Linked DNA regions of Zea mays: region 1 is linked to region 2. Evidence: chromatin contacts called from public HiChIP or PLAC-seq data. All regions are on one chromosome and are shown on one strand. Each heading gives the region's core, a stretch centred on a gene start, on an enhancer-like site or on the middle of the called end of the contact. The rest is flanking DNA. Distances are from core to core; before and after follow the strand shown.

What was found. HiChIP or PLAC-seq counts read pairs in DNA pulled down with a chosen protein or histone mark.
Region 1: a contact with region 2 is called in an H3K4me3 HiChIP or PLAC-seq map of leaf, with 9 times the contacts expected there. The contact joins the promoter of LOC100382022 here to the enhancer-like site in region 2. A contact is called at or near these places in 5 of 25 Hi-C or Micro-C datasets (bundle sheath, ear, leaf and 1 more) and 1 of 3 datasets of contacts at active chromatin or transcription factors (leaf).

What each region holds. Positions count from the first base shown.
Region 1 is chr6:46,092,700-46,098,125 of Zm-B73-REFERENCE-NAM-5.0, reverse strand. LOC100382022 (Putative pentatricopeptide repeat-containing protein) reads left to right here and starts at 3,922. Exons shown (of 1, transcript NM_001174787.1): 1 at 3,922-5,426. The coding sequence starts at 4,106.
Region 2 is chr6:45,612,211-45,617,365 of Zm-B73-REFERENCE-NAM-5.0, reverse strand. No RefSeq gene overlaps it. Among protein-coding and RNA genes, the nearest start is that of LOC103629247, 100 kb to the right of the region's middle. Within about 2 kb of position 3,650, at least 2 of the 20 cell types and tissues checked have an H3K27ac peak or open chromatin away from gene starts, as enhancers often do. A contact at or near this core is called in leaf, where this site is marked.

The DNA of each region.
Region 1 (5,426 bases), core at 2,673-5,172, 480 kb before region 2:
TCTGACGGTAGAACTTACAGCAAACAATAGTGTATCAACTCTCCTTATGTTTTTGTATAATTCCTTAGCAAACTTTAGCATTCATCTGATTAACTAGATCCATTTAAATATGGAGATGCCTAAATGTCTTAGCGCTAAGCCACATGTATTCTTCTTTCAGTTCTTTGAAATAGATCAAGGTGATTTTTAAATCGCCTTTTTTATTTAGAACACAAGCAGTTTATTTTAAAAAAAACACTTTACCTTATCCTCTCCTCCCCCGTGCTACTAAACCAGAGATCTTCTTGACCCATTCTTAGGCGTAATCCAACAATACATAACTGAGATTTATTACCAATTTACTTTATATGTTCATGATCGGCACCATTTTTTGACTAGCCCCATGTTATTTACTGCTTCCTCCTCTGACTTTGCTTTCTTACTCCAGTTGATCGTTATATTTCCATTATGATGCTAATGGCTCCTCTATTTTACATGCCAGCTAAAGTGATCACCCTATACTATAAAAGCAACTGCAGTTGTTTGGAAAAAAATGAATGCAAAATAGAGGAATAGAAAAAAAAACTGAGATAAGATAATAGTAAAAAGTATAGGAATAGAGTGATAGCAAAGATGTTTGGAATGGAGGGGGAAAAGTAGAGTAATCTGAGCCAGCATAGGAATAGAGTGATAACAAAGTTTCTTTCCCTTGGGTAGGAGTGAAGTTTTTGTTTTCTCTATTTTGCACTACTATGAGTTGTTTTCCTTTCGAAATGAACTTAAATTTGCTTAAATGTATGAGTATTGTTGGTTCCAAGGTTTCAGAATTTCAAAATAGACCCCACTTCAGTGCGAAATTCAGATATGTGTGTATGATCCGAAAAATCCTCTATGATTACCACATACAGAGAAGGCCATGAGTTGAAAAATATGCACAATAGATATGTTCTGCCCCATATAAACAAACTCAGATATTCCAGTTTGTGTGTGTCACATATCTACATTAAAATCCTTTGCCTGGGTTGTTCGCTTCAGATTAAAGCCGGTTGTTTGGACTAATGCAGCTGCAATCCATAGAGACAATATTGTAGAAGGCAGTAAAAGTCGATATGAATTAAAGCCAAATGAACAGGCTGGTTTCTATGCAAAGATTGAACTTATAATTTTTATGCACGTGTTTACCATGTGAATTGCCCTCGCACGAGGACGCACAATAGACTATTGTTGTTACATTTGCAGACCGAATTATTCTACTACTACAAACAATTTTCTGTACATATAATTCTGCCACTCTTATATGTATGTATCCATATATATTAATGGTCCATTATGTGTAAAGCAACGCTATTTTGACTGTACAAACACATCTATCAAAGACTCGCGGCGGGGCGCGAACAATTTACTAGTACAATAATATAGCTCGTTCGGGCCGAACCACTTGTGAGCCAAATACAGTAGGAGGAGCCGGGAGAGACATAAACTGAACAACAAACACCGAGCAAAGAACACATCCTATTCACAGCTCGACACAAGCCGCCGCCAGGAAACCATACGCGTCCATCAATGCACAACGCCCGCCTAGGACTTGTTTGGTTACGTCTGGATCAAAAAGGATTAAAAGGGATTTAAATTTATTTCTAGTCAAAATTAAATAGAAGGGTATTGAATTCCTCAATTCTCTTTAATCCAGACCCAACCGAATAAACCCTACGCGGCGGCGAAGTTGATGCTCCTTTGTCCTGGTAGCGCGAGCATGACGCTGTGGAAGTCCCTCGAGGGCGAGGTAAACACTGACATCTGTGGGAAGGGCAGAGGACGAGACGGGAGGCGGAGGAGCTGAGGGGAATGCTTTTAAAGAAACGGTGGTGCTAACTTATCCAATAATATACATAGAAATTATCGTATTTTTGTTCTTCTTATTCGAATGGAAGGTTATCTGGTTGTTTAGGGTAAGACGTGGGGAAGAAAAACAGACCTACACGTTCGCATGTGAGACACGATGGTGGAAACTCGTACTTTTAAGGAGTAGATAGATATAGATATTATGTGAGCAAGTCGGGTTACCGCAAACATATAAAATAAGCTAGTCCTTTTTTAAAAAAAACATGTAAAAATTAGTCTGTTCATAAGTTTACGGACAATCCACCTTCCATTTCTTGCGGGATGACTGTTTTGTGAGAAAGATTAGGAAAGAGAAGGTGTGACATAGATAACAATAACAATAAAAAAAGTTTTTTTATAAATAAATGGTTGTGCATTAATACGGTTTCCATATATTATATATAGACTTTGCTTAAACGAGATTTTTATTCAAACATTGTTATAATTTCACATTATGGGTCTGTTTGGTTAGGCTGTGGCTGTGAAAAAACCTGTTATGGTCTGTGAGCTGCGAAAAAAGCTGTTACGGGCTGTCAGCTGTTAAAAAGCTAAAACCGTTTGGTGTAAACCACTAACAGCCGTTAAAAGTTCTTCGATATATGTTTTCACAATTCCATCTAAAAGCCACTAAAAGAAGGTATATGGGTGCTTTCAGTTTTGCACTACGAAAAGCCGGCATTTAGAAAAAGTTGTTTCCTGGATCCATCCCTTTGGTTTGACTTTTGGCTTTTATGGGGCAAAAGCCAGAACCAAAAGCCAAAACAAACACACCATATATATATATCATCTCTCCTTCGTACAACACATCTAGACTTTTGGTGTTGTGGTTGATGATGTCTCCTTTTGATTCAAGTGGTGTAGGTTGAAATCTTGTTGCCCATGCATATGCGTCTTTTTTGTGTTATTTTCCGGCGCATGAGGGTGGGAGCAACTTCCAGCTTTTATGGCGCGAGGCGGGAAGGGGGCACTCGGGGTTAGGCTGACTCCAATCTCCAACAATGCACTAAACACCACCCCCTCTCATGTGCGTGTACGAATATGGTGAAGTGGTGTCCAACGCCGTCCCTCGAAGCCCCCTCATGAGTCGCGAGGGTGACCATGCCTGCGCTTGTTGTGGAAGAGGGAGATCTAATCCCCCTTTCGTTAATCAACGCTTTTAACCGTGAAATTAATTTATTTCAAGTTTAATTAATTGATAATAATGTGTATTACGATACTACAAATATGCTAGTGTTTTCTAAAACTCTAAAAACGGATGTATAAAAGACAAATATTTCATTTAAAGGGTAAGAGGGAGCTGAATAGAGAGAATGGCTAGAGAGGAGGAGAAATAGGGGGAAGGATATTGAGGGAGAGGTATTTAAATATGAATAGAAAGTACGAATGGAGGGATTTAGGAGGAAAAATGGTTGGAGACAGCCTTATTTTCCAGCACGAGGGTGGGAGCGACGCATGTCCAATCATCGCAAATGTATAATTTGGTCCTTACAACTAAATTCTTTTTATACCCATTAGATGATAGTAGTTAGCTAGGTACATAACAAATATTAGATAGACATCTAATTGATATTATTAGATTGTTGGCCTAGCTAGTAGCTAATAGTTAATATTATGTGATAATTGTTATTTAGAGGTCCAACTAATAATTAGTCGGACAGTACCTTCCCCTTAACTAATAGTTAGACTTAGCCTCTATTTATTTGAACAAACATGTTTTTTTTTGTTTAGCTTCCATCAAGTTAAAAAGATTCTAAAAGTTGAGTTTCTATATAAAGAAAAAAAAACTGGTTTCGTTGGTTTTTAGCTTTCTGAGTTCACCAAACTAATTTCAAAATCACTATTGGTTCCTCAGAATTTAAAGCAAGTCTGACAATAGCTTTTTAAGAAAAGCTCTAAGGGCCAGACGTAGGCCGAATATTTAGCCCAAAAAACTTCGGAACAAATCCTGCCACCGGCTGAAAGGCCCAAATCAATAAAGCCACTGCCATCCAGCCCAGTAAGTTCTGACCTTTTGAACAAAAAAAAGACCCATCTCCTCTACGTCCTCTGCTCCAGCCGCCACGAGCAGCCGTGCGTTTTGCGGCTGCGAGCTGCCGATCTCCGCCGTCGATGCCGACTGCCGAGCAGCCGCAGCCCCCTGCGACCGTGAGTCTGCCGTCCATGGAGTCAGTCACCTCGGCAACATGAGAATCGGTGCACCTGCGACCCAGCGTCAGCGGCGCGCGATCAAAGCAAGCAGGCAAGCATGCGCCCGTACATCCCCAAACCCACCTTCGCATTCTGCCACTCCCTACTCGCCTCCCGCCTCCTCCCCTCTGCCGCCTCCCCAACCGCACCGCTCCTCCCCATCCAAGCCCTCCTCGTCACCGCCGGCCTGCTCCCGCGCCACCCGGACCTCGCTCTGCTCGCGCTCAACTCGCTGCTCCACGCGCTCTCCCGCCGCGCCGCGCGCCCGGCCCACCCGCGCCTCGCGCTCCGCCTCCTCCGCCTCATGCTCTCTCCCGCCACGCCCCCGGCGCTCCCCGCTCCGGACCACCTCTCCTTCCCTTTCGCGCTCTCCGCCGCCGCCGCGCTCGACGCCAACCCGTCCTCCTCCGCCGCCGCCGGGACCGCACCTGGGCCGCAGCTCCACGCGCTGCTCGTCAGGAACGCGCTGTTCCCGGCCGACCACTACGTCACTACGGCGCTGCTCCAGCTGTACTCGCCCCGCCCGGACCTCGCGCGGAGGGTGTTCGACGAGCTGCCGCGGCGGGAGGCGATCCACTACGACCTGCTCATCGGCTCGTACGCGCGCGCGGGGGCGCCCGCCGAGGGTCTCTCGGTGTTCCGGACCATGCTCGACGACGACGGGGTGACCCCGGACGCGGTCGTGCTGACGACGGCCGTGGCGGCGTGCGCGCAGGCGGGGGCGCTGGACCTCGGCGCGTGGGTGCATCGTTACGTGGAGCGCGCCGCGCCGGGGCTCCTCGCCGACGCCTTCCTCGGGTCCGCGCTCATCGGCATGTACGCCAAGTGCGGGTGCCTGGAGGAGGCCGTGCGGGTGTTCGACGGCATGCCCGAGCGGAACGCGTACGTATGGGCGACCATGGTAGGCGCGCTCGCGGTGCACGGGATGGCAGCGGAAGCTGTCGCGTGCCTGGAGAGGATGGCGCGGGAGGACGGGGTGCGGCCCGACGGCGTGGCGGTGCTCGGGGCGCTGTCCGCGTGCGCGCACGCCGGGGACGTCGAGGAAGGGCTGCGGCTTCTTGGGGAGATGCGGCCCCGGTACGGCGTCGTGCCCGGGCACGAGCACTACAGCTGCGCGGTCGACATGCTCTGCCGGGTCGGGCGGCTGGAGGACGCGGTGGGGCTCGTCAAGATCATGCCGATGGCCCCGCTCGCGTCCGTGTGGGGATCCGTGCTCGCCGGCTGCCGGAGCCACGGCAACGTCGAGCTGGCGGAGGTGGCGGCGCGCGAGCTCGAGAGGCTAGGTGGCTCCGCCGATGAGGGCGTGTACGTGCAGCTGTCCAACATCTACCTCGACGCCAACCGCAAGGATGACGCGCGTCGGGTGCGGAAGCTGATCG
Region 2 (5,155 bases), core at 2,401-4,900:
CCAACGGTTCCGATTTAAAGAAATCCATCGCCGCCCCAGCACTAATCTCAAGCGCCCAACCAGGATCCAACGACCCAGGTTACAACTCAGCCGAAAGCGCGCACATCCGATCCTAGCCGCTGGCTTCTAATCATATGGCCAGGAACCCTTCTCGTACCTAGCGCCCAAAGCCGACCACGGCACTCGCGCCACCGCCAGAGAGCACGCGGCGAGTGGCCAGGCGACGACCTAGTGCACATCTACATGAGCGATCGGTGCAATACGAAGATAGAGAGAGGGCTAACTTTCAAGTGGTCCCCATACCTCGAATCTGGACGGCGTCGGTCCTGATCACGCACCGCCGCGACGCAACGACGTTCGTGATCCCGACGAGGGAAAATTCTTGAAGCGTGGGGTCACACTTTGAACGATAACGCTTTGAATCGCCCCAGTGATCGCCGATGAACTTCCCCGACGCAGCACGAGGTTCTAGCCGACGGTAACCGCGTGAATCGACGGTCGCGCCGCCACTCCCACTCTCAGTTCCTGGCTTCAACAGTAGCGGTCGCTCCTGTTCGGGGTCACGAGGGGAAAGGGGTTTTGGCTGCGATGGGAAAAGGAGGGGGTCCGGCTCGAAATAACCATGCGAGTCAAGCCGGTAACGGGAGACCCGAACCACCACCGTCCGTTGCGCGGATCTCTTCCACGACGCGCGCGAGCTGCGGGAGAGACTGATCTAGCTGGTGGGGTCCACATGCCAGCGAAAAGCGAAGGAACCCGTGCAGGCGAGACCGCGAGAGGCTGCCCAATGGGGCCCAGCCGTCGGCGCACATAATCCAGGTGGGCTGGCGCAAAGAAGGTGAGTATATGGGTCGCCCGAATTGGTTTGGGCCCAGCACGAGTTTCACTTTTTATTTTTATATTCTTTTTCTTTTCCTAATTTGTTTTTCCTTTCCATTTTAAATTTCAAATTCAAATTTGGGTTTTAATCCAAAGCTTCAAATCATTATTATTATTATTATTATTATTATTATTATTATTATTATTATTATTATTATTATTATTATTATTATTATTATTTATATTAAATGCACAAACCAAACTCCAATATGGTGCATCCTTCATGTTAGTATCATTTGTTTTAATTAATCTCTTAATTATATGTATGCTCTTGTTAAGATGAACATATGACACACAAAATAAGGAGACCCATTATATTCTCTTTGTATACATTTTTGGGTATTACACCTTAGGTTGTTTCTAGTTGTTTTGGTGATTAAGTACTCAACACACCACTGTGAACTAACACACTGTGTATGAGCATAAGAACAGGTGTAGAAGAAAGCAAATTGAAGATATCAAGTCCAAAAGAGCTCAAACTTGGACCCAAATACGCAACTTTGTGTTAAATGGTATAAGTGTGAGGTTTGCACTTTTAAATATGTTGCATAGGTCCTTTATAATGTTTCTAGTCCTTGTGTTTGGGATCTAACACATTTTTAGAGAAAAGAACTTCTTGGGCTTGAGTTTGCACAAATTGCAAATCATTGTGAAAAGATGAGAAGAAGGTGTGATTCTATCACTTATGCAATTGTTTTGGTTGCTAACTATGTTTGTCTAAGTGCTAGGGATCATCTGAAAAATAGTCAAAAGAAGTTGGACAAGAGCCAAACTTGGGCCAGTCTGGGACCCACCGGACTGTTCGGTGAGTATGTCCGGTGAAGAGTACAACTGAAGACACCGTTCTTGGGAATTTTATTTACACTCGACATTGAATTGTGCACTATCTGATGCACCGGACATCATCTCTAATGACTCTCTCCGCGGGTGGTCACCAGCCGGCACTGGCTAGCTGACATGGTAGCTGTCTAGTGGTGCACTAGACTGTTCGGTGCCACGCTGGAAAAGGAAACCGGCCAATCAGATCGCTGGATGACCATTGTTGGCCAGGAATCCAGTGGAGCACAGGACTGTCCGGTGAGTCCGCAGACAGGGAAGTTTTTTAGCTTCCTTGTGGAGAAGGCATCAGCTCCTAGGACTCTTAGGTCTATAAAAGGAGCCCCTAGGCGCATCTCCTGGTACCCAAGCATTCTAAGAGCACTCTACAACTTCAAGACTCCACGACCATGCTATTCTAGTGTTTGAGAGAGATTTGAGCGTGTTTCTAAGCTGTCACTCTTTGTGTTCTTGCATCCTCTTCTTTGTGTTTGTGTGTATTGTTGTTGTGTTGTGCTCTTCTGTGCGTATTATTACTCCCCCATACTCCATTTTTTATTGTGATCATCTTATGTAAGGCATGCGAGACTCCAACTTATAGAGATTCCTCACAAACGAGATATTGTGATATGGGGAAGAACTATGGTACTCAAATTTGATATTTGGATCACTTGAAAGGGGTTGAGTACAACCCTCGTCCACTGGTACACCACAACGTGGAGTAGGCAATTATATTATGTTTGACCAAACCATTGGATAAAAATTGACTGTCTCTTGTGCCATTTACTTTATTCAATTTTTATCTCTTCCAAGTTCCAAATTCTCACTTGTGATATTGCTCTAAGTCTAAACTACATCTTGATAGAGCAATCAAGTAAAAGGAACTTCTCTCTTTCTCCCTACTCTCAAACTTGGTTTATTAACTATTATATACCAAGTTTGTGTTGGTTTTTGAGCAAGTTTTGTAGGATCACTTATTCACCTCCTCTAGGTGCTCTCACCATTCCAAACACCAAGATAATGGAACTCAATCTGATTATGAGGCAGGTGAGAAGAGTGTATACCATTGGTCATGAGATTGTTTGGGATTGGAGGGTTCCCAAATCTATACTCCCGAGGATGTGTTGCAATGTCGTGCCCGTTGGGCCAGTCAATGTAATCTATGGTAGCGGGAGGGCACTCCATGATCGGCACATACTATCCCAGAAGGCAAGGTTGGTCATTTTGGTCATCGACGATACTGCGTTCTAGAAGCTGAATCAATTAAGCAAGCTCTAATAAACGCACTGTATCGATCGATGCTTTGATGTTGTCAATAAAATGTTCAGTGGATGGTCGCCATGACTCAAACACTGAAGTAACATTATTCAACACTGCTACCCAGGTGGTAGTTTTAGCAACATGATCGTCGACGTGGTTCAGGATCGCTGTCTCTAACTTGGCTACCTGAGTGTCCACTCGTTCCCCCAAGGAACGAGTAAGACCACCGCAGAAGTCTTCAATATCCCCATCACCGAATTTCTGCTATAATCTAGCGATGTTGTTGGTGTTTGCATTCATGAACTTCTCCAAATTGGTCCATCGATGATACTGTGACTCCAGACAATCACAGAGTTGTAGGAGAAGTTTTCACCGAGTGGTGAGCATGCGCGACTTCACATCCATAGATTTGGATTGTGCCTCCAGTGATGCCACAACGCTCAGGTCAAAAGCGTCGGCCATCTTCACGCAGTAGGTGTAGTAGGATGACGCCGCCAGATCAGGAACGGTGTCTCCGATACCACTTGTCAGCGAACGTCGTGTTGCGTCCAGTGGCCAGTGGTGGAAGGAATGGAAACAGAGGAGGACGAAATGTGTTCTGTTATTCGCCATCGATTCACTACTACAGTTCACCTTTTATACAAGGTGTGATCGCCATGGCCCAAGGCCATCCACTCACTTGATCCACTCTTTCCTTGTCACACGACAATTTGGCCTGCATATGTGATGGCCCACCACTTTGACGTCTACTTCAACATCCTTTGTTCCCGCGCTTGTCGCGTGATGCCCTGGCCGCCTGGCGCTAACGGTATGCTGAAAAGTATCGTTGCATTAATAATGTGTTCGATTTTGTTATTCCATCTATTTTGATGGAGCATATATCCATTTGTTCTCGTGTCTCGCATGTGGGGTGCGCCCCTATTTAATAATTAACAAAACATAACCAGTTATTTTGTATGCCAATATTTGCGTTCTTGAACCTCATAATCAACCTGCCTTCTAACTTTTATGGTGTGGAAATTAACTTGTTGACATATGTTGCTTGCTTGATTCTGATTCCATTGTATCTCTGGATGTAGAAAATTGAGGCGATGGCTGCAAGCAGCTGAAGAAGGAAGGAAAATATGGGGCTTGTAATGAAGCAATTTTGTGTATCTGAAAGATGGGGTTCGTTGTTTATCTTTGCTTTTGTATGTCAAATGTGTACCATGATCAGTGTTTGCTTCCCGTTTGAGTTTCATATCGAAGTCCTAGATCATTGAAGTCTTTGTTGGTTTGCTTGTGAGATGTTTATGTCAAGGACGTAGTACTCTTCCCGTGGATAGAAGTTTACTTGTAAATGCTTATGCTAGGGGCTAGGCTCTCCTATCTTGTTTTGTGGAGCTGATGATGAGTTTGGAAATGTATAATGAGTTTTTTGATTGTTTGTTAGTGTTCCACCTTCCGCAAGCTTGATGGCAGCTGGTCTCTCTAAACAACCTGTTTAGACCTTGTGTGGTGTAGATGTGCCTAGGATAAAAGAAAAAGGAGCCCCTAGAACATGTGTTGTGGCTAGGGTGTGATGGATGGTGTAGAAGAAGACCGGGAACAAGTTGTCATCTACTACACCTCATCGATGTAGTTCCCGACACCAAATTGTTGTGGATGGCTCTTCAACATTGGATGAGAACTCGCTTTCGGAGGTGATGCGACTTCAAGAAATCTGCAACCTCGACGCTCCAACAGGTACTTCAAATTAGAGTTTTTATTCGTCTTTTGATAATGCACGCATTACTTCCAATTTTCATAATATTGGCTTCAAGTTTGGAAGAAATGATAATGAAATTGTAGTTTTAGCTAATGTTATTAAACATGTGGAGATTGACAATATAAAAGTTTCTCCAAAAGTAATCTAAAATGGTTTCCAATCACTCAGATGATGAGGTTGTGGATGCTATACATGATGGTCAGCTCCTATCTCATATATTGGGGGAAATATCATACGAGGGTCTGGATGAGGCTATGTTGCAATCACTTGATGATCTTACACCAATTAGTCAAAAATCCAAGTCTCACTCTTCTAAGAAAAATAAAAAGATGTGTCCAAAAAGGGCTAGTATATCCAAACCTTTTATCATACCACAATGAATGGCATTTTTATGAATATCAGGGGTCTTGGATATCTAGCTAAACACTCATGCATTGCTAACATTATGAGAGA